Regions from separate parts of the Mus musculus genome. Here all the other regions are linked to region 2. Evidence: chromatin contacts called from public promoter capture Hi-C data. All regions are on one chromosome and are shown on one strand. Each heading gives the region's core, a stretch centred on a gene start, on an enhancer-like site or on the middle of the called end of the contact. The rest is flanking DNA. Distances are from core to core; before and after follow the strand shown. Region 1 holds the start of Rexo2 (RNA exonuclease 2). Region 2 holds the start of Ttc12 (tetratricopeptide repeat domain 12). Region 3 holds the start of Ppp2r1b (protein phosphatase 2, regulatory subunit A, beta). Region 4 has its middle 11 kb from the start of Sdhd.

Region 1 (6,377 bases), core at 1,382-3,881, 1.0 Mb before region 2:
TGAGACCTGGGTATTAGGACACAGACTCTTGTCTTCATGAATGAGTAGTACATGCTTGAACTGCTGAGCCATCTCTCCACCCCCACTAGGTAGCCCTGAGTGCCCAGGAACTAGTCATATAGACCTCGCTGGTCTCAGACTCACAGAGATCCACCTGCCACTGCCTCCCAAGTGCTGGGATTAAAGACTCCTGCCACTAAGCCTGGCCTATTTTGTTCTTTAATGACTTCGAATATTGAGGATGGTATCAAGGTCAGGGATTTCATCTTTTAAAACGCTTCACGGGTGCTTAAACGCAAGTGCCAACAGGTCTATTCTATTTGTTCTGCTAAAGGTTTCAGTTAAAGGCAGCATTTAACAGAGTGATAAAAATCACCGTGAGCACACATTCTAAAAGTGTGTCTATAGATGTTCTAAAACCCTAACACAGAGGTGCAAGAACCACACAGTCTAGCTGAGAAGGCAACGGCCACCTGGGACAATGGGTGTCATCTGGGAGGAGTCACCCAGTTCAGACGGAAACGTCATTGGTCTGTAAGGAACGCATACGGATACTTTTTTTTTCCTTAACATTCCCTAACCAACATGGTGTAAACACTACTTTAAACACTACTTACACGCACCAACGTCGTATCAGGTATTCTATTGGGAGCACAAGAATGACACCAGGCAATCTAGAGGTGATTCAAAGTACATGAGAAATACTGCATCTCCTTCCAGGATACAGGGGAATGAGATTTAGGTATCTACAGAGGAATCCTGGAACCAACCCCTGATGGAGTGGTATAAGGGGGACTATATATGGAATTAAAGCCGAAGGTAGGACATAGAGATGGGAAACTCTGTCGGGGGACACCAAGCTTGATGAGGACCCAGCTGGCTGGATACTGGTGGGAACACTTGAGACTGCCTGTGTTTAGAGAGTAGTTTAACCAGCTTCCCCAATACCTAGCCAAATGCTCTTGAGCAAGTCCCCCAAATCTCTTGTAACCCAATATCTTCCGGTGGACAATGAACATCATTAACAGAGCCTATCTTATCATCATGAGGACTAAGAATACACGTGTAAACCCTGCAGAACTGTTGTAGCCTTGGGGGAGGGGGAGTTCTGTCAATTTCAACTGAAAACTTAATCCGGTTATGAAGTGGATTATGTTGGTTCCAATACCAACTCTAACATATTATATTACATTGTCCTAGTAATATAGCACTGGGCCTTAATCTACACAGACCTCAATCTGCTACGTTTTTCAGTGAGATCAGATGAAGGCACCTTTAGATCCCCAATGCCCTTTAAGTGGTATGAATGTATTTACACGGCATCACCTACTTCAGCCAAAATGTTAAGATCAGAGTCAGTTATCAGGCAGGCCATCTCAATAATCTGATCCTTCTCAATATCCAATCCTGTCATCTGTAAAACATAAATAAACAAGCATATAACAAACACATGAAACCACCTTTTGTTTTGTTTTGTTTTTGTTTTATTTTTTTGAGACAGGGTTTCTCTGTGTAGCCCTGGCTGTCCTGGAACTCACTCTGTAGACCAGGCTGGCCTCGAACTCAGAAATCCACCTGCCTCTGCCTCCCAAGTGCTAGGATTAAAGGCGTGCTGCCCAAGTTTACTTGACAGAGATTCCTTTGTGTGGACCCAGCTCACATTCTATGACCAGTAATGGTCTGGGCAGTACTCAGGGTATTAAGTTCTGAGTGCTCAGAGACTGCTAAAGGCACTTCCTGCGGGCGGGCCAGCTACTGTCAAACACATTTGTCCTGGGAACAGACTCAAAATAAGCAGGATGAAAACTTGACTACAGAAAAGTGAGCTCACGAACGTTACCTCTCGGAGGTTTACAATGGTTTCCGAAGTTTTCCCAACAACAACAACAACAAAAAAAGTTAACAAATGAACTCAGTTCGTAAGCAGAAAACTGGAGTTCAAGAGAGGCCTAGGTATGAATGCGTTAAAACTAAAATGGGTAACCTGAATCTTCCAATGGGGCCTCAATTTTCTCTTTTATGGAATGAGGGGTAAGGCTGAGTCATCTCCTGAGTCCTAGCTTAAGCAACCTAGTCTTTTAAGGCTAGGAGGTGGGGACGGAGCAGGGCTCAGAGTCGCTGCCCCAACTCTCACCCACGATCCTCAGAGTCACTAACGCGTAACACAAATTCACTTCTGGGTGGAGGTCGAGGCTAGGGAGAGGGGAGACACATGGACGGCTCCACCCAGATGGAAAGAAACCCCACAGTCCAGGGACAGTCCCAGACCCCGCAAAAACTCTTGACTCGGGGCTCCTGGGGCCGTGCTCACCTGTCGCACCTGACACCCAGATCCCTGCTGCTTCCCGGGACAGGGGAGTCCCTCGGTCCCACGCGCGAATCTGCGCTCGCCTCCCCGCACCCTCCTCGCCCCGGCCGCACTCTCACCTCCAGGTCCACCCAGACCATTCGCTGAGCCATGCTCTCCCCTGCCGCCATGGCTGCGCTACCTTCGCTGACACCTCGCGCCCCGAACTGCCCGCGCCTGCCACCCACGCCCCGCAACAGCCTGGCGCCCAGGGATACGCCTAGCATCACCCGGCACGAGCCGCCACGGCCCCAGCCCCGCCGGCCCAGCGCGCGCAGGCGCCACAGTCGCTAAACGTCGCAAACCCACGGGGAGGTGCCGGGAGAAGACTACAAGCCCCGGCATGCGAGGCGTCGGCTCGCCCTCCACAGCTACTCTCGGCTGCCGAAAGGGCTGATGGGAGTAGGAGTCCTTGGTCCAGCCTCCTGCTCCCCTCCCCCGCCACGTGTTTTCGGATGTTAAGGGACTTGCTAGTATTTCACCGCTAAAGTTTGTCTGTTTCCAGGAGATATCATTCCTGAGTTTTTATTAGTTCTAAGCTGCGAAGTTGAAGAGGCTTTACTTTGAAAAATATGGTTATATGTTTAAGAATTGTTTTAAATCTACCTTTTCCTTACTGCTACCTCCCTCAGTTTTTCTTTTTTTTTTTTTTTTTACCTGCCCCTCCCTTCCGCGTATTGAGTATATTTCTTATTTACTTGGAATCCGAGTGACGTGCTCTTTTGAGCTACAAGGCCAATTCCGCCATCACCGTTTAGGAGTCCTTAAATGGTCTCTTTTCTGAAAGATGACTTCGCACATATCAGGTGTTCCATAAATGTTCCTTTCCCATTATTGGCAGAAGCCTTGTCTCGTTTTCTAGGATGCCAGGACGTGTAGGCTGTGTTTCGGTTGTTAGATCGTATACTATTCTACCTTTTGCAGCCCACTAAAGAGAGTTGGAATAGCTCTGCCTGCTCTGTCCTGCGCTCTGCCTTTGCCGATCGCTCTGGTTTTAATAGACGGGTCCTTAATCTCCCACAATAGATACGGTTTTCATCACCTACGCTCGAAGGGGCCTCTGCGGAGATCTTATATTTTAGCTCAGTAGCAAACGCCTCTGCAAAGGGCAATTTTGTCACAAACGTGCTCAGTCTTGAATCACATACTCTGTGTCTTTTTCTGAAAGCTGTGTTGCCAGTAATTACAGAGCTTGTGGTTGGTGGCATAGTTATTCCTACCCGGTGAGCTGGTTTTGTGAGACAAACATTGTTGCCTAATCAAAGCTTTAAGGATGCTGCAACCTACAAGTGGATTTCAGCTACTCCACCGGTGACCTGCCAAGCTTGGCCAGAGAAACGGAAAAAATCATGGAAACGGGTGTCAAATTACATGTTCAATTTTACTGCAGAATGGGTATGTATATTATAACGGCATTACCTAGTAGAACATACTGTTAAGTTTGTAATCATTTGTGGCCCTACTCATAGGAAGGAGAACTCTATTGTAGCATTGAAACTTTTTTTTTAAGACAAAGAGACACACTACAGAACCCAAGCTGGCCTGGAATTCTGCCTCCCAAGTACTAGGATTAAAAGTGTGCAACACCACACCTGGCTATATAGGAATTTGAATCCGCTGGGCTTATTCTCAGTATTACTTCTTTACATTTTGAAAGGATAACATCCTTAGGCTGGAGAGATGGCTCAAAGGTTAAGTAAGAGTACTTGCTGCTCTTGCAGGGGATTGAACTTCAGCTCCGAGGGATTGTGTTGCCCTCTTCAAACCTTAGTGGGCACCAGTAAACACACATACACACACGTACACACACATACACACTGCACAAATAGAGATCTTTTTTTTATTACACCTTTGGTGGTGGTATTTAACAATTTATATCCTGAAAAACCACACCCATGATTTTTTTTTAACAATGAATGGTTACATTTAACAATGAAAAATTATAGCTATGTAAATAGCCACAGGGAACCCTATCTCAAAAATAAACAGAAACTATGTGTGGGAGTTTTAGAACCTTTCACGTTTATTCAGCTAAGGTAATGTGTTCTGTTACAATGATAAGTACAGATTTAGTGTTCTTACCATAAATAAAACAGTTATTTTCCCTAAATTCTAAAGAAATTGCAAAACAGAAAATGGTAAAAGAAACTAGATATAGATTTATGCACAGTTTTGCCAAAACAAAGAGTGTGAGTAAGTGTGCTAATGTCTTCCCACCATATCTATGACCATTTTAGACTTGCAGAAAGCAGCTGTGTGACAAAGGCTAGAATATTGTGACTTTAGCTGAGACACGTCCTTTCCTGGGGAGGAGGAGTCATGACCTATAAGTTGTACCCACTGTCTCTGTTTTCTGCTACAGAAACAGTTTTGGTTTCCGTCTGGTTTATATTTGGTTGTTTGAAACAGGGTCTCACTCATGCAGTGCAGGCTGACCTCAAACCCGTGACAGTCTTCCTACCTTCCAAGTTTAGGGATTAGTTATGATATAACATGTTTGGCTCTAGAATTTTTTTAAATTAATATTTCCCCCACATCCATTATTAAATAAAATAAGCCTTTAAAAAAAAAAGAAAGTATCCTCAGAGCACATCTGTATATGTGGCCACTGAGGTTTTTATGAAATCTGAACTGCATTTATGTCAACTCAGTTTACAAACACATACCAAGTACTTAGCTTGTACAGAGCACTCTACCATGAAGCTTTGGGATTTGGATCTGGAAGTCCGTCAAAGGCCAGAGTGTTGTAAGGATTGGCCCCATCATCGTGTTGACAGCTTGTGAAAACTTTGAAAGGTAGGGCCTCGTGACAGGTCTTCCAGTCATTAGATGCATGCTCTTGAAGGGGGACTGTGATCCTCCACTCCTCCCTCCCTCCTGCCCTGTTTCGTCGCAGCCATCGAGTCTGTAGAGCTTGGCTCCATTGCATACTCCCTGCCAATATGCACCACCCTACCACAGGCCCAACAGCAGTGACTCCGCCTGACCATAGACTTAAACCTCTAAAACCCAAGTGCCTAAAAGAAGTCGTTCTTCACCACTGGTTGATTGTCTTTGGTGATTTGTTACTCTAATGGGAAACCAACACAAATGCTAAAGATCCTACCAACTTACCAAGTGTGATGGTTTGTATATTCTTGGACCAGGGAGTGGCACCATTTGGAGGTGTGACCTGGTTGGAATAGGTGTGTCACTGTGGGTGTGGGCTTAAGATCCTCACCCTAGTTGCCTGGAAGTCAGTCTTCCACTAGCAGCTTTTGGATGAAGATGTAGAACTCTCAGCTCTGCCTGCGCCATGCCTGTTCCCATCTTGATGATAATGGACTGAACCTCTGAACCAGTAAACCAGCCCCAATTAAATGTTGACCTTAATAAGAGTAGTTTTGGCAAAGTTAGTTAATGCTCATTATACAGGACACAGGAAATACTCAACATATTAAAGTAGGGGTTCATGTGTTTGTTTGCTTTTAAGGGTTTTGGAGAGGTTGTTGGAGAGCCAGGTTATGTCAGCCCACAGTTCAGTAAATAATACAGCCCTTCCTGGCAGGGAGGTCCTGGTGTCAGGAGCTTGAGGCAGCTGCTCAAGTTGTATGCAAACTCAGAAAGCAGAGACTGGTGAATCTAATGTGGTTTGAAGTTCTAAAATTTGGGCACATTATTTTGTATTTGGAACTTTTTCTTTGATAGGGAAGGAAGTGACTACTTTCCCATCTGTGAAACATGTTAGTAAGGAGATAATGGAACAAATGGGGGGAAAAAAGCCTGTCTTCGCCACCGAGTTATCACACCCCCATCCCCATTTCTGAGGCAAAGAACATTATGCTTGTTTGTTTTTCTAAAGGACAGTGTAATGTACACTGATGTCAAGATAAAGCAAGATAATAAGGCATGTAAAGATTTTTTTTAATTATACAAATTTGCTGAAGGCATTTTTTGCCAGATACACAAAAATTGCATTCAAAGAATCACAACTCTGGGCTGGAGAAATGGCTCAGCGGTTAAGTGCACTGACTGCTCTTCTGAAGTTCCT
Region 2 (6,985 bases), core at 2,141-4,640:
TACATTTTTAATTTTAATTCATCTAGCTTCTGGTATTTTGTGATAGTCTCATGAGACTAATACAACTACCTAAACTGGGTTAGGTTCTTCTGCACTTTTTCAACTCTCTCTTCCTTCCACATATCACCTTGAAATTAATTTTTTAATATCTGTTTTCAACACTGAACTCAGCTTAGCCCAAGGAGTGACACTACTAGGGCTAGCCTTGTTGAAGTAGGTGTGGCCTTGTAGGAGTAGGTGTGTCACTGTGGGTGTGGGCTGTAAGACCCTCATCCTAGCTGCCAGTAAGCCAGGCTTTTCCTGCTTGCCTTCGGAACAAGATGTAGAACTCTCAGCTCCTCCTGCACCATGCCTGCCTGGGCTCTGCCACGCTCCCCACCTTCAAGATAATGGACAGAGCCTCTGAACCTGTAAGTTAACCTCAATTAAGTGTTGTCCTTATAAGAGTTACCTTGGTCATGGTGTCGGTTCACTGCAGTAAAACCCTAACCAAGACAAAAGTAAACTGCAAGCCGCTTGTTGCTGCTCACGCATGAGATGTGGAGAGATGAGGGGGCTCGGGGAGAAGGTCACGTGAGGACTTAGTCCGATGAGAGCTCCTGAGTCATTGTGACTAAGAAGAACACAAGCAGAGAAGTGTCTGGCCAGATCTGCATTTTAGATACATTACTCTGTGGGGAGTGTGGGCCTGGCGGCAGAAACAACGATTACAAGTTGTTAAGAGAGTCTGCAGAGAGGAACCAGAACAGAGGGCGCCTCAGAGAAGCCGGACAGGGCGGTGGGGTGAGGGGAGCCAAAGCTGAAGGCTGATTGGACACAGATGGAAAGGTGGGAGGAGTCCCACTGACTTGGAGATTTGTGGGTGGCAGTGCCACCAGCTGAGACCAGGAGACAGCAGAGAGAGGAGTTTGGTTTAGGAAGGGGAGAGGAGAAAAAGTGAGAGGGGATGACTCAATTCCGGACACATTAGGATGGAAGCATGGTGGTAGCCTTGGCAATTGACCATAGAGCCCGAGACTCTGAAAGAAAGGCAGGGAGGCAATATAGAGGCCAGCAGGCAGGTGGGTTCACATGAAGATAGCAGTGTACCAAGGCCACAAAAGCATTCAGGAAGGAGCTCAGGGAAGGCTGGTGCGGGCACAACTGGATACCCAATTACTTATCCCCAGGAGGTTACCTTATTTCTAAATCTGTTTTGTTTCTCTTTCACCCATACAGCCTGCCAATTTAACATATTCCTACTTGCTAAATAAGGTGTGTGTGCGTGTGCACATGCACTCTTTTTAGCTACAAACAAGCTCCCTAAAGCTGGGACAGGGATAGACTGGTTTGGAGTCTCTTCAATGTGCTGCATGGCTCAATGGACATTCTCTTAAGTTCTACCTCTTTGAACTTGGGAAGGGTGTTCTTGGGTCAGGGGGTGCTGAGAAAGAGGATGAAACTCATAAGCCATTCACGTAACTGACATATCTGAAGGGAAAGCCACAGACTCATGTCCCCTGCCTACAAGAGGAACACAGATGACTAAGTAGGCTCTCAATAGATCTCAAAGGGAACAGACAGACTCACTGGCAACCAGGAAAGGTGCTTGGAGGAGAGCCGTCAGCCTGAACTTCAGTTAGACCATGATAACTTCTATGATACCAATTAACAGCCAGAAAATACTGCCCCAAGGCTGTAACTGAGACCTCAATAGCCTTCTGTTTAATTTCAATTACATTTTTTTTCCTTGAGAGTCATAAACCTGTCAAACAAGCCAGGGAGCTAACTTCGTTTTTCTTCACCCACTTCACCGCTCCAAGGCAGAACTCAGCCTGTGACTTAATGCGACTTACTTATTTCATCCACATTTTCCAGAAATCTCTGCAAGTCTCTCTCTTGATCATCAGCCATCGCAGACACAAATCTCTAAGGGAGGCAGTATAAATTATGAAATTAATAATATAAAACACTAAACAGAACCATCGGGCTTATTATCTGTCTAAGACTAAGTGTTTGTAAATGTCGTGAATAACAGCAGGGTGAGCCATTTCCCTCTGACTGCTGTTTAAGGCCAAGGGACAGTTATTATTTGTGGCCACACTTCCGGAGAGCTGCCAGCCCTGCCTCTGCTGGGGGGAAATGCTCTACAATAATTCCTCCAAAGCTAACCACCAACCACTGTGATTTAGGGACCTGATGGCAAAGGAAGCTGGGAGAGGAGCCGACTTATTGCCAGGGCTGGGGGACGAGTGTGGTCTTCCAACTTTGGCCATGACAGGTGTGCCTAGTCGGAAGCTTGGGCCAGGCAAAGCACAGGATAAGTAGGGAGAAGACTACCTTCATGAACATGTCCACACTCCATTAAAACCGTTGCCTCCGCCCTGTTTCTGAGGATGAAGAGGAGGTGCCACAGTGCACCAGCGTCTGCTTTTCAGTACTCTACCAAGTACATTAGCTTTATTACACTTGATTTTGAATGTGAAGACTACATGATAACCTCGGAGGTACCCAAAGGCGTATCCACACAACCTAAAGATCACCAGAAGGATAAACTTCCCCAGCCTTGGCCCACAGCGAGCCGCAGCTCGTTTGGGAGCGCCCCCTAGGTATGCATATTTTAAATACACTATACTGTGGTTCCAGCTTGCAGACAGGCGGCTTGGTAGTGCAGTCAGACAACTGCGAACTAAAACTTTGACATGCACAATTAGCCCGTGAGTCCCAGTTTCTCCGTCTACGTTATGGAAATCATAATGCGAACCCAGAGGACACCACGGGTCTGACTGTAGCACCCTGAACGTGGATGCGTGATTAGTCAGGCTTCTTTTATCTAGAAAACAGCCTTGGCATATGGCTCAAACAGCTAACACTCCCTAGGAATGAGATTCACATCGGGGGTGGGGGTGGGGGTGAGGTGGGGGGTGGAGGAGGGAATTAACTCGTGCAGAGCTACAGGCTGGCCTGAACCAGGCGCTTCATGGACGGAGAAAGCCAGTCTTTCTGGAACAGTACACCCAAGCCAGAAGGGTCAGCAGGAACGCAGAGCCAAGGCTCCCTGGAAAGGAGCAGAGCGGCGGTGGGGTGGAGGACCCACACCCGAGCCCCACCCTTCGGTACTACACAACTCCATGGAGGGAGGGCGGGGACAGCTGTACTGTTGCCAGGCAACCGCTCCCCAGCGTCCTGGCCCTGTGCTTCCAGGGTTGGTCTCAGCCTGCAGCTGGTACTGGATCAAACTCAGGGCCCGAGTCAGTGGCCTCTGTCAACTCTAAGCCCAGGCCAGGAACAGTTCCAAGATAGATTCCCCACGGCCACCCGGCTAGACTGACCTTTAGTGCCCAGGATCGGACGGGAAGTGGAAGCTGAGGACAGGCTGTGACTGGCTTTCGCTGGGGAGAGGCGGGGCCTTGGAGAGGGCGGGGCCTCTCGTGACCCAAAGAACGCGCTGCCCCGTTTGAAGCTGGGATGTCCCACCCAGAAGCAAGTTGGTGCCGGCTGGTCGCTAAAGCAACGTCAGTGAAAGCCCTTCCACTCTGGAGCCGCGAGGGTTCTCCCAGTTGGTTTCATATCTTTAGTCCCATAATGTAAAGGCTCCATCCAGCGTACTTCGGTGTGAGTCCAGGTTTGTTTTTAATGACCAATGTATGGCCTCCAAGGCAGTACCGTCTCTTTGATTCTCAATTTTTCTCGTAAATGAAATGGAAAAACGACACTTTTCCGACAAAGCTATGGTTAAGGGGGCTGGATCCTATCTAGCTACAGAAGTGAGTGATATACAAACAACAGTAGGATTTAGGGTAGAGAGAGCACATCACAGGGAATGGAAGAGTGGTGAGTCCTGAGCTCTAAAATGTGGGTAATGTAGATCAGTCAAAACCAGAATCTACAAAAAAGTGCCTGAGGCTAGCCAGTGGCCAGGCAAGAACCCAGGTAAGAAGAGGCGATGGGAGTTCCAGAACTACTGGCCGAAGAAGGGACAGACTCACTTGCACCCAGGACTGCCTTGGATAGTGATGCTCAGTAGCCACAGACTGGCTGGCTGGTGCGTCTTCAGAAGCTCTTTCTGTCTGACGGCTTCCATTCCTGTTGCTATGGAGTGCAGCTCTGCCCTCCCCAGTCCCATAAGCCCATGTGTTATAGGACTAGTTCCCATTCCTTAGGACCAGAGGTTTGCCTTTGTTTTGTCTTTTTGTTTCTAGCACGTGGACTTAGATGAGCAAATGTGCCTACAGAAACTGTCAAGTATGCTATTCCGGATGGAGAAAGGATAAGAGAGTTGACAGTTTGCATCAGGCTTCCAAGGGCCATCTGTCCTGAAGAGTAAGATTACAGTGGTACAGTCACAAGCCACTTTGCGGGGACAAATCTTACACTTGATAGATTACTAGGGTTTTGTTTTGTTTCACTTTGCTTCTTTAGCTGGTCTGTGTGTGTGTGTGTGTGTGTGTGTGTGTGTGTGTGTGTGTATGTGTGTGTGTGTTTTGGATGCTATACCTTTCTGTGGCCCTGCATAGCCCAAAATTCACTTTGTGGCCCAGGGTGTCCTCGAGCTCAAGGTGATCCTATTGTCTCGGGTGCTGGGATGGCAGGTGTGTGCCACCAAACTTACCTCGGATTGGTCAGAAGTCCTAAGTGACCCCAGAAAGTCAGTCACCTGGCAGCAAAGAGTCTCATGCTCTTTTGTCCAGGCCTATGTAGATTTTACTTTTGTGCCCTGGTAACTTGATATGGCCAGTGTGGTATACAGATAAGCAACTGTGAACAAGAACCTTCAATAACCCGAGTGTGACTCATTGACTATGCCCCCCCACCCACCCAGCAGTTAGCCAATGGAGGCCTGTGTGAGCATTCACAGAACCCAGTCTACCTTTGATTCATAGAAGAGTAAGCAGTAGACCCGGCTGATAAGGGGGTCAACATTTTGGGTGGCTTTGTTGCCTCGGCATAACATGCTCAGCCACTCTGACCACGTGTTCTTCACTTGATGCTATGCCAAAAATCTAAGGGTGCTGTGGGCGAATCTATGCGGATCAGGATGACTGTTGTTAGATTTTAAGGGTCAATGTCTGTGTGTCCTCCCTCCAGCACAGTGGTTTACGTGTGCAGAGACTTTCAAAAGCATTAGTGAGCTGTATTTCAAGGATGAGTTTACTTTACGGAGCTTAAATCCCTTGCGCGAGACTCCAGTTTTGTGGTTTATGCCTTCAATAAAAAAACGGGGGAACATTTGGTCATCTTCCACTGTATCGTAAATCTGAGACTCAGATTAATAGAAACCATTGCTACTCCTTCCCTCAGCTCGCTCCCCACCGTGCAAACCATCCTAACTCCTTGCATTTTCCCATCAATTATATTATACAAGCTCAGAAGAGAGTGGGAAAAAAAGTTCTCAGCCTCATGCAGAATGAAACAAACTACCTTTGCCTGTGGAGACAAGTCCACCAGAATCCAGGAGCCAAACTACAGCCTGCCAGACAAGACCCTCGGCTGCAGGAGCCAGCTAGCCTGGCAGCTTTGGTTTCAAGATTCTGAGAGAAGGGTTTGTCCAGGCCTCCCCAAGAAGAATCACTAAATACTGCCTCATTTCTTTCTCCGAACCACGTGTCCCTACAGGGAAAGAATCTGTTAAGCTGAAAATCCCTGCCCCTTGGATTCCCCTGTTATCTTTTCTGTTCTAACTCGCCACTGTAGAGGAAGGAGTAGTTTTCAGGATCGCAGGTTCATGTGTCTGCAGGAGACAAGAGTATCCCTTGATATTTCTGTGCTGAAATGATGGTGTGGAAAATATTTGCAACAACCACAATAGCAGTCCCGTGTGCCAGGCATACGTATGACTTCATGTAAATGTTTTGTTTATTCCCATTTCTTAAGTCAAGAACACACAGATAAAAGGGACCGAGATTTCTCAGGGGCCGAGCAAGACCTGAACCTTGGTCTGTGCCCTCAAAACTCCCCCACTTGACTGCCCTGACTCCTATGTACACCCATGTGGCAGACAATGCTGTCAGCAACCCCCCTGCGAGTTTCCACCTAAGCTTATGGTTTCCTCCCTGGGCATGCCAAGCAGACTGCTCCATGCTTGTCAGAGACTGGTCTAGCTTCCCCTCTGCTGGGAAGTGTCTGTGACTCCATTAAGAAAGCAAGGTGAATCCACCAGTGTCTTTCTTTAGAGACTTTACTGTGGATCAAGGGACTTATATTCTAGAAAAGGCCAGCAGGAGCTCCCATGCCAGATGGGAGTGGCGCCCTATCCTGCCTGCTGTGGAGTAGCACTGCCCTCTTGTGGGCGGAATGGGTATGACTAGCCAGTGCAAGGCAGGACTCGGCACAGGGTCGGTGCTCAGGTGTTCTTGTGCTTCTCCTGCAGTTATTTAGTGCTAACCGAGCACCTCCTGTGTGTGCACACCTGGTGTCCTAGTTTGGGTTTTATTGCTATAAAGAGAGACCATGACCAAGGCAAACATTTAACGGGGGCTAGCTTACACGTTCAGAAGTCCAGTCCATTGTCATCATGGCAGGAAGCATGTCAATGTTCCCAGCAACAAGGCCACACCCACTCGCGAACAAGGCTACACCTCCTAGTAGTGCCCCTCCCTGGGCCAAGCATATCCAGCCACCACACCTGGCAAGGCTCTTTTTTTGTATGGCTGCTTTGCTGAGACTGCTTCTCTGGAGAGTGAGCTAAAGCCAGCAGTTCAGGATGTTGAGAAATTTAAGGGTGATTAATTGCTTATTTGAGGCACAAGTCATCCATCTAAGGTGAGCGTTCACACTCAGAAAACTGAAGACACATCGCCTTCGTTCCCTGGAATTTTCTCCACCATCGAGGTTTGTGGGACAAAGGCACTTCACAGAATTGCCAGATGCCACAAGTCACACATAGTCCGGATGTGGGTCCCCTTTCAGTTGCCAGGGACGGTTGGAGACAGGTGTTGCCAGGGAGCAGTGTCTCTTGACTTTGTGTAAGAAGTTTGATATTACATTAGAAGCACGTGGCAGAAAC
Region 3 (6,387 bases), core at 3,189-5,688, 1.4 Mb after region 2:
AATGACCTGGAGATGGTTTAAAACACATGGCTGGGTGCAGACTGTACACAGGTTCTGAACCATTTTATAGAAGTGCCGTGAGCACCACTGGCTTTTGGCACAGAAGTGTGTCCTGCAACCAAGCCCTTGACTGATGCTAAGGGATGCCAGTCATGGGAAGGCACCGTGTGACTCAGCTCCATTCACTACCCAAGAGAGTCATCCCTTTCTTGTTGGTGCTGTTAGTGAAACACAAGTCTAGGGGCGCTGTAACCCACAGGTCTCGCTCTGCCCTAGCCAGTGACTGTGGGTGGGACTGGCATTTGCCATTGTGCCTGTTTGTAGACCTCTGTCTGTGGAAGAGGCAAAGGGCCCACTGAAGATGATGATGTCATTCAGAGTTCCCTAGGCTTGGTCCTTTGCTGTGTGACGGAGAGAGAGCTGTGAAGGCTGCGGCTTCCTCCAGCCTGTGAATTCATATTCTTGCTGTGTTATTGTACAGGAACTGGGCAAGTCTAATCTTGCCGTCCTTCACTTCACACCGGCTGAGTGAAGGGCCGTGTGGGTGTGGAGCTCTGCTTTCGTACTGAGACCGTCTCGTTTCCGGGGGCTACCTTCGGTCCTCGGTATAGACTCAGCTGCTGCCCCTGGGCTCCCTGGTCATCAGTTTTTTTGTAGTGTGTGTGGGATGTGGAGAGGAAGCTGAGCAGCCTTGGAGAGGAGATGGGGGTATGGAAGCAGTTCAACGCCACAGGCTGTGTTGGTAGCGCATGGCAGGCTGCCAGGAATTAACTTCTTAATCAGGCAAAGCCCATAGCCAGTAGGAAAGAATTGCTTATTGATTAGCAGTTAGCGTTAGTACTTGCTTTTCCTGGACAGAGGTGGACTCTGAAGAGTTTAGTTCTTTTCTGAGCCGGTGCTTGTTGCTTGACCTGGTAATTGTCTTTCCAGATAAACCTTTTAATTAGTTTCAAACATCTGTCACATTAAAGTCTCTGGAGAGTCCTGGAAGATGTCTGACTCCAGGATTAGGGACTCTGACTCAGTAAGTCTGAGGTCGAGCCCAGGAACTGCACAGGGTGTTACTGTATAGCCCATGCTGGTCTGGAGCTCACAGAATCCACCTGCTTCTGTCTCCTTAGTGCTGGGATGCATTAAGTTATTATTTTTTTTCTTTTTAGAGAGCACATGTGTGTGGTAGGGCACCTGTGAGGGTGTCTTGCTTCATCATTCTCTACCATGTATTCCCTTAAGACAGCCAGCATCGCTGGGCGTGGTGGCGCACGCCTTTGATCCCAGCACTCGGGAGGCAGAGGCAGGCGGATTTCTGAGTTTGAGGCCAGCCTGGTCTACAAAGTGAGTTCCAGGACAGCCAGGACTACACACTGTCTCAAAAAAACCAAAAAAAAAAAAAAAAAAAAAAAAAGAAGACAGCATCTTTCACTCAACCCAGAGCTGGGCTGGCAGACAACAAGCCCCATGTTATGTAGCCATTGCTCTTTCTCACCCACTGAACCGTCTCCCTAGTTAACTTTTCATTTTCATCCTGTAGATTAAGTCCAAAGCCTCGAGCATATGACGTACATGCTCTGTTGCTGAGCTACATCCATGGGCCCAGGAATGTACATTTGTGACCCTCAGTCGAAGGTCAGTAGGTCAGATTTCCCCAGTGTCTGCCTCTGGACTGGGCCCCTTTCTCCCTGCTGTGGCCCAGTTTCATTGTTTGCGGAAGGGTTTATTAGCATCTCTGCTTTATTACCTGTTCTGTTCTCATAGCTTCACAGTCACTGGAGTAGGAACCAGGTGCTTAGCTCCGTTTTACAGGGGTGAGGGGGTGGAGAGTTGAGGCGTGGGGAGGAGGTAGGTCACAATGAATCAGAGACAGCTGGGAATTGAAGTCTGGCCTCTGTGACTCTCAAACCAGGCAATTTCTAGGCCCTTGTTTCCACGGTTTGTGATTTCACGTTTGATCATAGTCATTCCCTAGGCCTCCGCTCATCGTGCTTGGGCGAGCAGGTTACAGCTGACTCTGAAGCAGACTACCTTAGTGCCGGTGTGTCAAGTTTATGAGCCTGTCACAGTGTGGGACTGACTAGTCCTCTCCTCTCTGTGCTTGCTTGCTTCTATCACTTTGGAACACATTTTAGATAAGGGCCTAGAGGGGGACGGAGTAGTGTCTGCAGCATGCTGGACATGTACAGACAGGATCACAGGCTGGAGCATCCCGTGCCTGGCTGGACCCATCAGGGTCTCTCTGTGAACCCTGGCCAGCCTAGAGCTGTCTGTGCTCTCTTGCCACTGTCTCCTAAGCACTGAGACTGTGAGCATGCACCTGGGTGTACTTTTTTGGGGAGTTGGGGGACAGGGTCTTACTCCAAGGTCTGTAGCCTTGGGTGACCTGGAGCTCACTATGTAGAGCAGGCGGGTTTCAAGTTCACAAAGCCCCCACCTGCCTCTCTGTCTTCCTCGTGCTGGGGTTAAAGGCATGAACCCTTAAACATGGCTGGATCCATTTTTAAAGACAAAAAAAAAAAAAAATCCCGAGAACTCAGTCAAATTATTAAATGTTACTTAAATTTTCAAATATAAACCAACATTATGTTCTCTTAAAACTAGTCTTTATACAGCTACAAAACCAGATTTACAAGTTAAATATACATGAAGCCACAAGGCCAATATTATTAAAATCAATAATGTTGATATTTTTGTAATTTAGTATGACAAATGTGTCTGACACTAAAGCCAAGCCACGCTTTGGGAGTCTGGGCTTGCTGGCCCAAGCTCAGCTTCTCTAGGCTTTGCTCTGCTCATGCCTCCAGTTTCTCCCCCTTTTTTTTTTTTTTTTTTTTTTTACCTTGTTTAGAGCCATTGAGACTGTAATTGCATGGTACCCTCTGTCTTCCATTTTGTGCATAAAAACATATTTTTCATTTAGCTTCCACCTCTGTTCATTTCTTAGGAGCCCAGAACAATGAAAGCTGTGCTGAAACTCACGCAAATACGGGTGCTGAAATCCTGTGCAGGGCTGATTCAGGTAGTCCCTGGGGGCCAGCTAGATGGCTCAGTGGATAAAGGCATGTGTCACCAAACCTGACAACCAGAGTTCAGTTACTGGAACCCACTTGGTAGAAGTAGATAACCCACTCCGCAAGCTGTCCTCTGACTACACTTGTTCAGTGGCTCATGTGTGTACATACCACACATATACACAGTTTTTGTAATTAAAAAAGATAGCCACCCCAGCAGTCCAGACCATGCCTTAAGTAAGTGAATCTAAAAATTATCAAAATAAAACGAGAGTCTTCAAGCATTCATTCGTGGACAGAAGTTGAAAAAACAAAAACCGCAAACTGAAGTCTGTTGGTTCTCAAGCTTTGACTATGAAAGGCTATCTCCTAGTAGGCATCCCATGCTTTAAAAAGAAAAAAAAAAAAACTTACCTCCTAAGTTGCATTTATTAATGACAATTTCCTTAAGGCACAAAATAGTGTCATCTGAGAACTTGTGACAGAGCTACCAATCTAAGTTGCTTATATCTAAGTCGAAAGGAGAGATAGTTACTTTGTGCCATTCCATAGGGCAAGTGGAACATTTTCCATTAAGTTCTGTGTAAAAAGGCCCAGGCCCACCTCCTCCTGGAGTCCTTTAGGGGGACTCCTGGAGGTCTAGGGAGGCCAGTTTACACCCGCACCGAACTGGGGTGAGTAAAACTGGGCCCAGTTATGTTAGGTTGTTGTGCTTCTTGGTAAAGAAGGAAAAAAAAAGAGAAGACAATACAACAGAAGGCGCCATTCCAGTACCACACTGAAAAGAAACACAAAAACAAGAGAGCAGCATGTTTTGAACAGCTTGCGTGGAAAAAATATTGACTGGGGAGTTTGGACAGCACTGTTCATTTTCTCTCACCGCCCTCATTATTTGTCTTAAGGAGCAGGAGCCAGCCACGATTTTGGCAAACAGGCCAGAGGAAGGTGTGTGTGTGTGTGTGTGTGTGTGTGTGTGTGTGTGTGTGCGCGCGCGCGCGCGTGTAGAGGCTTGTCGCCCAAGGGGAAATTAAGACCAAGACCCAGTGGCTCAGGGCCAGCATGAAGCCTGGGGGTGGGGGTGGAGGTTGGGGTGGAGGGGGAGGTGTTAAAGCTTCTTCCTCCTGGCCTGTCTCTGAGTTCTACTTGAGGCTCGGCATCCATCATTAAGGCCCGTCTCCTTCAGAGCACAGCAAGGAGACGATGAATCCCTGCCCTTGTTTCTTTCGGCTGGGGAAAGGATGCAGGGGTTCCATTGGTTTTTTCGGCCCGCCCTTCTTCTGGAGTTCAGACCTCCAGTTCCAGCAATGGGGGTCAGGCCGGAGCCTCCACGCGCAGGGAAAAAACTTGATTCCATCAGTTCCTCGGAGCCGGCTGATTGGATTTAGCCCCGCCTGTTTGTGTGTGGGGCGTGGCCTGAGCGCGGGGCGTGGCCTGAGCGCGGGGCGTGGTCTGGGCACGGGGCCTTCGGCGGCGACCAGCCAGAGGAGGAAGAACATGGCGGGCGCAGCAGGGCCAGGGTCCGGTCCGGGGGCAGCGGGTGGAGATGGAGACGATTCGCTCTACCCGATCGCGGTTTTAATCGACGAGCTCCGCAATGAGGACGTGCAGGTACTAGGCTGGGCTGGGGAGCCGAGGCGAGGGCGGAAGCGCACATGGTAGGGAAGCGGAAAGGCCGGCTCAGCCCTGGGGGCGACCCCCGGGGTGGCAGAGTCGTATTCAGCCCCGGGACGGAGGCGTGGGGCGGCGGGTGCGCGGTGGTCCGTCTCAGCTCCGCTGCCCTCCTCCGACCCTCTGGGGTGGTGGCGTCCATCTGCTCCCGGCAGTGGGCGGGGAACCGGTTCGCACCTCGGGTGGACCAGCGCAGGCGGGCTGCGGGGCCGCCGGGAGCGGAGGAGCGGCCCCCGGCCCCCGTTCCCTTTGAAGTGATGCGGAGTGTCCGTCCCCGGGCAAACTAGCTGGGCTGGTTGGGTGGAAAGAGCGCGGCGGCTGATTAACCCAGATGAGTGGTGCATCAGTTGTGATAGAACTTTTCCCTGAAAAGGGAGGAGTTGTGCTTAACCGTTTCTTTCACCCACTTCTCTCCATCCAGAGTTCTCTCTTTTCAGACCCTCTCATTGTCCGCGTGTTTTCATTCATTCGTTTCTTCCCCGGCCCTTCAGTGTTCTCCCTAAGATAGCTTCTGGCTAATGACGTGTTAAACGGTCCTTGAGTTTTCCTAGGATTAAGATCTAAGTGAAAGGCTCATTCATCATTATACTGTGTCCCAGTATCTCACCTATTTGCTTCTTTGACCAGAATTGCAATCATCTCTTTGCTTTGTTCTCCCTCCCACTTTGTTTTTAAAGCTCCGTCTCAACAGTATTAAGAAGTTATCAACTATAGCTCTAGCACTCGGGGTAGAAAGGACTCGAACGGAACTGCTGCCTTTCCTTACAGGTTTGTGTCCCTTGAAAGATACACGCTCCATTTCTATTGGCTTTTAAACTATTTTTATTTAATTTTCTTAGTTTGTTACCTAGAGTAGCGATAAGTACTAGACTGAGCCTTGCCTTCTGCAAGGTGTATAGAAATGCTACATATAGTCAGACATACTCAAACATAAACCGTGTAGCTAGTGGGAAGGTGATTGATGTGAAATATGGATTTCTTTGTAAATGATTTATTTTATATGCATTGGTGTTTTGCCTGCATGTGAAAGTGACAGATCCCCTGGAACTGGAGTTATAGGCAGTTGTTAAGTTGCCATGTGGGTGCTGGGCATTGAACGCTGCTTCTCTGGAAGAGCAGCCAGTGCCCTTAACCACTGAGCCATCTCTCCAGCTCCAGGATGTGAGTTTCTTAATAATTGTGTGAAACATTCAGGAAGACTTGTGGTAGTCATCTATAAGATGGAACACAGCTCCAATATAGCTCCAATATAGGAGCTAGAGAAAGCACCCAAGGAGCTGAAGGGGTCTGCAGCCCTATAGGTGGAACAACAATATGAACTAACCAGTACCCCCGGAGCTCGTGTCTCTAGCTGCATATGTAGCAGAAGATGGCCTAGTCGGCCATCACTGGGAAGAGAGGCCCCTTGATCTTGCAAACTTTATATGCCCCAGTACAGGGGAACGCCAGGGCCAAGAAGTGGGAGTGGGTGGGTAGGGGAGCAGGGCGGGGGTGGGGGGTATAGGGAACTTTCGGGATAGCATTTGAAATTTGAAATGTATATAAAGAAAATATCTAATAAAAAAACTGACAAAAAAAGACTTGTGATTTAGAGAGGGATGAAAATGCTTTTAGGATTCTAGTTGCAACCGCTCTGTGAGAGCCAGCGCAGTGGCCCTTGCCCCTGTGGTAACCAGCTGTTGTTGTTTTCAGATACTATTTATGATGAAGATGA
Region 4 (6,464 bases), core at 2,536-5,035, 1.1 Mb after region 2:
TAATCCTCCTCACAATTACAAAAAAGAAATGATGCCTCCCTTTTTCCGTTTTTTGTGTTTATGTGTGGTGTTCTTATGTGTGTTTGCATATGCATATGTGTGCACATGTATGTGGAGGCCTGAAGCCAACATTAGGAACCATCCTCCAGAGGGACTGGTGAGATGGCTCAGTGGTTAAGAGCACTGACTACTCTTCTGAAGATACTGAGTTCAAATCCCAGCAACCACATGGTGGCTCAAAACCACCCATAATGAGATCTGACACCTTCTTCTGGTGTGTCTGAAGACAGCTACAGTGTACTTACATATAACCATAAATAAGTTTAAAAAAAAATAAAAAGGAACCGTCCTCCAAAGCTCTTCCCCCTTATTCACTGAGGCAGGCTCCCTCAATCAAACCCAGAGCTTGCCAGTATGGCTCATCTTATTAACCAACCTGTTCTGAAGTTCCCAGACATCCTTCTAAAGCTGGAATTACAGGTAGCTGCATGGTTCTGCAGATCCAAACTCCAGTCTCACACTTGCAAGACAAATATTTTACCTACTGAGCCACAACCCCAACTTCTGATTTTCATTTTGTTTTCTTGTTTGGTTGGTTTCTTTCTTTCTTTCTTTCTTTTTTTTTTTTTTTTTTTTTTTTGAGACAACCAACATCTCATTAAAAACCCAGGCTGACTTGGAACTCATTACCTAGGCCAGGAGATCCTCCTGCCTCAGCCTGCAGGCACAGACATGTACAACCATGTCCACCCAGCATAAATTAAACTTTAGAAATGGACGGTGTAGTGGTCATTCTTTGTTGTCAACTTAGCTACATCTGGAAATGAACTACAATTCAGAAATGGAGGGTACACCTGTGAGAGATTTATTGCTTGATTTGAGTGGGTGAACACCCACTTCTAGTCCAGACCTTTGAGGTAGGAAAACACAATTTTGATCCAGATCTTGGGGCAGGAAGATAGGTGTCTTTAAATCAGATCTTGCAGTGGGAAGATCCACCTTTAATCTGGGCCATACCTTCTGCTGGAAGCCAATAGAAGGGTATGGAAAGACACTTTCGCTCTTTGCCTGTTCGTCCTTGCCTTACTAGCAAATCCATTCCTTCACTGGCATTAGAGCCTACTTCTAAGGGATTCCAGAGTGCTGAAGACCAGCAGAGACATCCAGCCTTGTGGACTAAGAAACTTCTGAATTCTTGGACTTCCTGTTCATAGTTTGATTAATTAGACCACAGCCTGTAATTCATTCAATAAATCCCATACATATATAGAGGGGAGGATTCATTTGTAAGTTCTGCTACTATAGAGAACGCTGTCACAACTCTCTGTCCCTTTGTTTAAGAGCACAGAACTAATTCATTCCAAGTCTCCTCCAAATTAGAATTAAATTCACCCCCCCATCCCCCGCAATTTTTCCGTGTTTCTGGGTCCTTTTATAATTTTTCCCTTATAGTAGCCATTACAACACTCCCGGTAATTCATATTGGTTTTCAGCACAAAGAGGAAAGTTCCCAGCAGAACGGTGCAGCTCCTGGCCCCTACAATTGCTGAGTCCTCTGCTCATTGCCTGCAGCTGCCAAATTAAGCAACAGGCGTGGGGATCCCCAATGTCAGCAGAAATGGCCTGAAAAGAAAGCTGTGTTCACATTAGGTAGCTCTGCTCTCCCTGTGACTAACATTTTTTCATAAGCTTCTCGGGCTCTGACTCACTTCTCTATTTGAGATGTTTATTTCCTGGAACACAGTATAACACTTAATGCCATGAGAACCCATTTTCACTTTGAATGATGCTAAAATTCTGTGACAGCCAGAGAAAAGCTTCCTCCTCCTCTGCTTCATGTTTTTGTTTTGGTTTTGTTGACACAGGGTCTCACTATGTAGTTCAGGCTGGTCTCAAACTCACTCTTCTTGTGTCTGTCTCCCAACTGCTAGGATTGAGGCATGTGTCGCCACATCCTGCTGAGGCTCCCAAGTGTGGTGCAAGCATGCGTGTATGTGCATTCGTGGTGTGTGTATGTGGGGGGGAGGGGAGCTTGGGTGTTCAAGTGAGTGTTTGTGCACGTTGTGTGCATGCATGTGTGTGTTCATGGTGTGTGTGTGTGCGCGCACATGCGTGTGTGTGTCTGTGTGTGTGCATGTGTGCACAGCACAGTGAAGAAAGCACATTCCCACCTCACTTTTGTGTCTCCTCCCTTTTGTTTTTGCTCTGTGATACACTGGTTTTACCTGGGGCTCCTCCAATGGGCTTAGAACAGGGCTATCCACGGGTGCATTGCTATCCACCAATGGCAATGCCACAAGAGTTTTATTGAATAAATTTATTAGATGAAACAAAAGGACCTAAACACAGACCTATTGAATTCTTTGAGCTCCTAAGTGACTGGGGAAAAACAAAGTTTAAGTGAATCGCACAAAACTCTACAGTAAGAGCCCGGAGGGCAAAGAGCAGCGCAGACTCTATGTGGGAGTGACAGTCAGTCTGAGGGAGAGGGACTCGGCACCAAGGGCTACCAACAGAGGTGAGTCGAAGCTCAAGTAGCAAACCATCAGTCACACCCATCTCTCCCTCTCTTCTGTTTGTTTGGTTTTTGCAAGACAGGGTTTTTCTGTGTAGTCCTGGCAGTCCTGGAACTCACTCTGTAGACAAGGTTGGCAATGAACTCAGAGATCCGCCAGCCTCTGCTTCCTGAATGCTGGGACTAAAGATGTGTGCCAACACTGCCCAGCTCACACCCATCTCTTTAGAAGAACAGTCAAACCAGAAAAGGAGCTGGAAATGTTTTTTAACATGTTATACGTATGGATGTTTTGTCAGCAAGTATGTCTGTGTACCATGTGTGTGTAGCACCCCAAAAAGACCAAAAGAGTGTCTGGTTTCCCCCTGGAACTGGAGATATAGAGGGTTATAAGCTGTCATGTGTGTGCTTGGGATTGAATCCAGAGTGTCCACAAGAGCAGCAAGTGCGCTTAACCACTGAGCCATCCCTCCAATCTATCCTGTCCCTTATTCACAACATCTGAAGACATGAACTCTAACAAACAGAAAAAAAACATAAAATAAAGGGTGGAGTTGCATGCAAGAGACTGAGGTGAGTGGGCCGAAGGGAGTCTGATGTCACGCTGGGCCACACAGCTGAGCTCAGAGCCAGCCTGGACTGTGTAGCAAGACCAGTTTCAAAACAGAAATTTCAAAAAGCAAAATTAGGGGCTAAAAATGTGACTCAGTGGATAAGACCACTCACTGGTACAGTAAGAGGACCCAAGTTCAAATCCCCAGCCTCCATATAACTGCTAGAGAGGGCAGTGCATACCAGTAGCCACTGCACTGACAGGAGCGATCCTATGAGCTCACTGGGCAGCTAGCCTAGCCAAAATGCTAAGTCAAATTCAGTGAGAAACCCTGCCTCAAAAAATAAGGTGGAGAGCAGCCAAGAAAAAGACCCAGCATCCTCCTCTGGTCTCTACATGGGCACAAACATATTCCTCCTAACCCCTAAACACAGATACACAGCAACAAGATAAATCTGAATGAGTTCCACAAATACAGAGGTTGAACACAAAGAAGAAAAACCATGTTCACCACTAGACAAAGACACAGATCCAAGGCCATTGATCACACTATTACTTATGACAGAAAATAGATTCAAGCTAGAGGTGTAAACAAAAGGACCAGGTCCACGGATGGTGAGACCCACTGGGGAACCTCCTACAATCACCTACTCTGGAAGAGCAGCTCTATTACACAAGACTGCACGGAAGCGGAAGCGCTGACTGGCATCCGCAGATGCAGATAGGTGTGGCAATGGCGTGGCAGTGCAGTGACGTCATCCAAGACTCAGGCTCCTCTGTGCATGTCCTCTTTAGCATCCTGACTGGTGCTCACAGTGATACCTCTCTCAAGTTCCTTCTCTCATAGATAAAACTATTTTAAAGCAGAACGGAGCTCGAGGACATGAGAGTGAGAGAGAGAAAGGGAGAGAGAAAGAGACAGAGAGAGAGAGAGGGAGAGAGAGAGAGAGAGAGAGGTCCGAGGAAATAGAAGCGGAGGTAGAAAAGCCACACTTAGTAGAGTAAAAGTACAAGCTATACTTAGACTGTATCTACTCTGAAGAACACACCAAAAAGAGAATTGGTGCCCTCGGCCTTTATTCCTTGTAATTATTACCTTCTCCGCAGCCCAGAGTGACAATGTGCCTCTGGCATGAAAGCAATATCCCATCCTTTCAGGCCAACCAAGGAGAAAATCCATCCTAATACTACTTGGGAGGCTGGATGGCCCAGTGGTTAAGAGCACTTGCTCCTGTACCAGAGGACCCAGGTTGGTTCCAGACTCAACCTTCTGCAGCCCCAGTTCCAGAGATAATCTGGTGCCCTCTTCTGGTCTCCATGGGCACTGCATTTAGTGTGTGTGTGTGTGTGTGTGTGTGTGTGTGTGTGTGTGTGTGTGTGTGTGTGTGTGTGTGTGTGTACACTTCTGCACGCACACACGTGCATGCATACACACATAGAAGAAATAACTGCATCAGATCCTCTGTGTACACATTATGGCTATTAGGTTGGTGTTTTTGTGAGCCTCTTAACAGTAGGAACGGGTGTATCTCTGACACTTTTGCCTGTTCTTGAGACTCTTTTCCTTCTATTGGAATGCCTTGTCCCAGCCTCCACTAGGATTTTTGCTTTGTCTTATTGTAGCGTGTTTTGTCCGTCTGGCTAGCCTCCCTTGGAGGGAGAAAATGGAGGGGGACTGGATCTAGAGGAGAGCTAGGAGAAGGGGAGGGAGGGGAAACTGCGGTTAGGATGTAGTCTATGAGAGAAGAATCTATTTTCAATTTTAAAAGCTTAAAGAAAAAAAAAAAAGATCTGGCTTCGGGACAGGGAGATGGCTCAGCGGGTGAGGTGCTTGATTCTGAGCCTGTTGACCTGAGTTGGGTCCCCAAAACTCACACGGTGAAAAGAGCTGACTCCTGCAGGGTGCCTTCCGACCTTCACAGGAGTGTGTTCCTCCCTGCATCTGAGCACATACAAGATAAGTGGCGCACGCCTTTAATCCCAGCACTCAGGAGGCAGAGGCAGGTGGATTTCTGAGTTCGAGGCCAGCCTGGTCTACAGAGTGAGTTCCAGGACAGCCAGGGCTACACAGAGAAACCCTGTCTCAAACAAACAAACAAACAAAAAGTAAGTGCTTAAGAATTCTTTTTTTGGCTCACTGTGTAGTCAGTTGAGGGCCAGTCACTCTGTGGCTGGAACTCTGGAGTGCCTATGGCACTGTCACCATTTAATCCATCTCACGCTTTAGCTCTGTGGTGGGGAAGGAGTCTCTAAAGCACTGCAGCCCGCACTTCTTGGAGCTCTGCACTTTACACTCGCTGTCGCCAGTTTGCTGTTAGCCCTGTGGTCACTTTGAAGCTCCTGCCTTTGGGTCATGTTTAACCTTCCAATTGGTTACCAACTGTGTAGCCTATACACTGACTCTTAAGGCCAACGCTGGCTCACTTTGAATCTGGCCACAGAAAGCCAGCACTTAAAAAAACAACAACACAAAACCCATACAGGGAGCTGGCAGGCTTTCACCACAGCACCTGAACTCTGCCTTGGTAGTCTGTAATTAGTTACTTATTATGTATTGTTTGCATTGCATGTGCTTATGCAGTTTGTAGGGTAAACAGTGGGTCATTTCACCTCCACCCTGTGGGTCCCGAGGCTCAAATTCAGGCTGTCATGCTCAGCAGTTAAATAACCTCACCTGCCGAGCCCTCTCGTCCTCCTGTATCTTTTTTATTATATCAGCTTTTCCTTTTAGTGGCGTGTGGTTCATGTGTGTCACAGCACAGCTGTAGAGATCAGGGAACAATGGGAGTCACCTTCCCACCACGTGAATCCCTGTCAGGCTTGGCAGCAGGTGTCTTTACCCACTGAGCCATCTCTCCGGCCCCTTTTCCAAGCCCGTGAGCTCTGATCATGCCGCCTGACATACTGATACAAATGGTTGCCCTTTCATGGAAACCCTTCCCGGCCTTGCCGCCCAGGCCATCCTCCGGGAGTGAAATGTACAGTGTGGTTCATCAAGGCTCACAGTCAGCGCACCCAGAACACAGACTGAGAAAGCTTGGCACTCACCCGAATGATAGCACAGTTCTAACCCCTACCACTCCACCTTCATGCTTAAGCTGCCCGTTTCTGCCCATCATGAGCCCTTTCGTCCCGTGGCATTCTATGTGAACTACTCATTTGCTAAGTCACACAAAGCTAAACTCAGTTCTAATTCCCAATTGTGGATGTACTTACTTTTAATTATTGTTTTTTGGGTTTGTTAAGTAAGGGTCTCACTCTGTAGCTGGCTTGGAACTTACTGTGGTCTACGTTGGCCTCAAACTCCCAGCAATCATCCCCCAGACTCGCAGAGAGTGGGATCACAGGCATCTACCACCATACCTGGCATAACCCTGGTTTTTTGTTGTTGTTGGG

The links. Promoter capture Hi-C pulls out the DNA fragments that hold promoters and counts their contacts.
Region 1: a contact with region 2 is called in a promoter capture Hi-C map of liver, with 2.3 times the contacts expected there. The contact joins the promoter of Rexo2 here to the promoter of Ttc12 in region 2. A contact is called at or near these places in 5 of 39 promoter capture datasets (the C10 cell line, embryonic stem cells, hippocampal neurons and 2 more).
Region 3: a promoter capture Hi-C map of liver shows a contact between it and region 2, with 6 times the contacts expected there. The contact joins the promoter of Ppp2r1b here to the promoter of Ttc12 in region 2. A contact is called at or near these places in 2 of 39 promoter capture datasets (liver and pre-B cells).
Region 4: a contact with region 2 is called in a promoter capture Hi-C map of liver, with 3 times the contacts expected there. The contact joins the enhancer-like site here to the promoter of Ttc12 in region 2. A contact is called at or near these places in 12 of 39 promoter capture datasets (the 3T3-L1 cell line, the C10 cell line, HPC-7-derived erythroid cells and 6 more), 1 of 484 Hi-C or Micro-C datasets (embryonic stem cells), 5 of 115 datasets of contacts at active chromatin or transcription factors (differentiating embryonic stem cells, embryonic forebrain, embryonic stem cells and 2 more) and 2 of 9 other capture datasets (adipose tissue and embryonic stem cells).

Annotation. Positions count from the first base shown.
Region 1 is chr9:48,477,980-48,484,356 of GRCm38.p6, forward strand. It overlaps Rexo2 (RNA exonuclease 2), which reads right to left and starts at 2,632. Exons shown (of 7, transcript NM_024233.4): 1 at 2,428-2,632; 2 at 1,331-1,414. The coding sequence starts at 2,574.
Region 2 is chr9:49,482,835-49,489,819 of GRCm38.p6, forward strand. It overlaps Ttc12 (tetratricopeptide repeat domain 12), which reads right to left and starts at 3,391. Exons shown (of 22, transcript NM_172770.3): 1 at 3,312-3,391; 2 at 1,836-1,908. The coding sequence starts at 1,893.
Region 3 is chr9:50,852,486-50,858,872 of GRCm38.p6, forward strand. It overlaps Ppp2r1b (protein phosphatase 2, regulatory subunit A, beta), which reads left to right and starts at 4,439. Exons shown (of 15, transcript NM_028614.3): 1 at 4,439-4,613; 2 at 5,351-5,441; 3 at 6,366-6,387. The coding sequence starts at 4,500.
Region 4 is chr9:50,589,381-50,595,844 of GRCm38.p6, forward strand. No RefSeq gene overlaps it. Among named protein-coding and RNA genes, the nearest start is that of Sdhd, 11 kb to the right of the region's middle. Within about 2 kb of position 3,786, at least 51 of the 459 cell types and tissues checked have an H3K27ac peak or open chromatin away from gene starts, as enhancers often do. A contact at or near this core is called in liver, where this site is marked.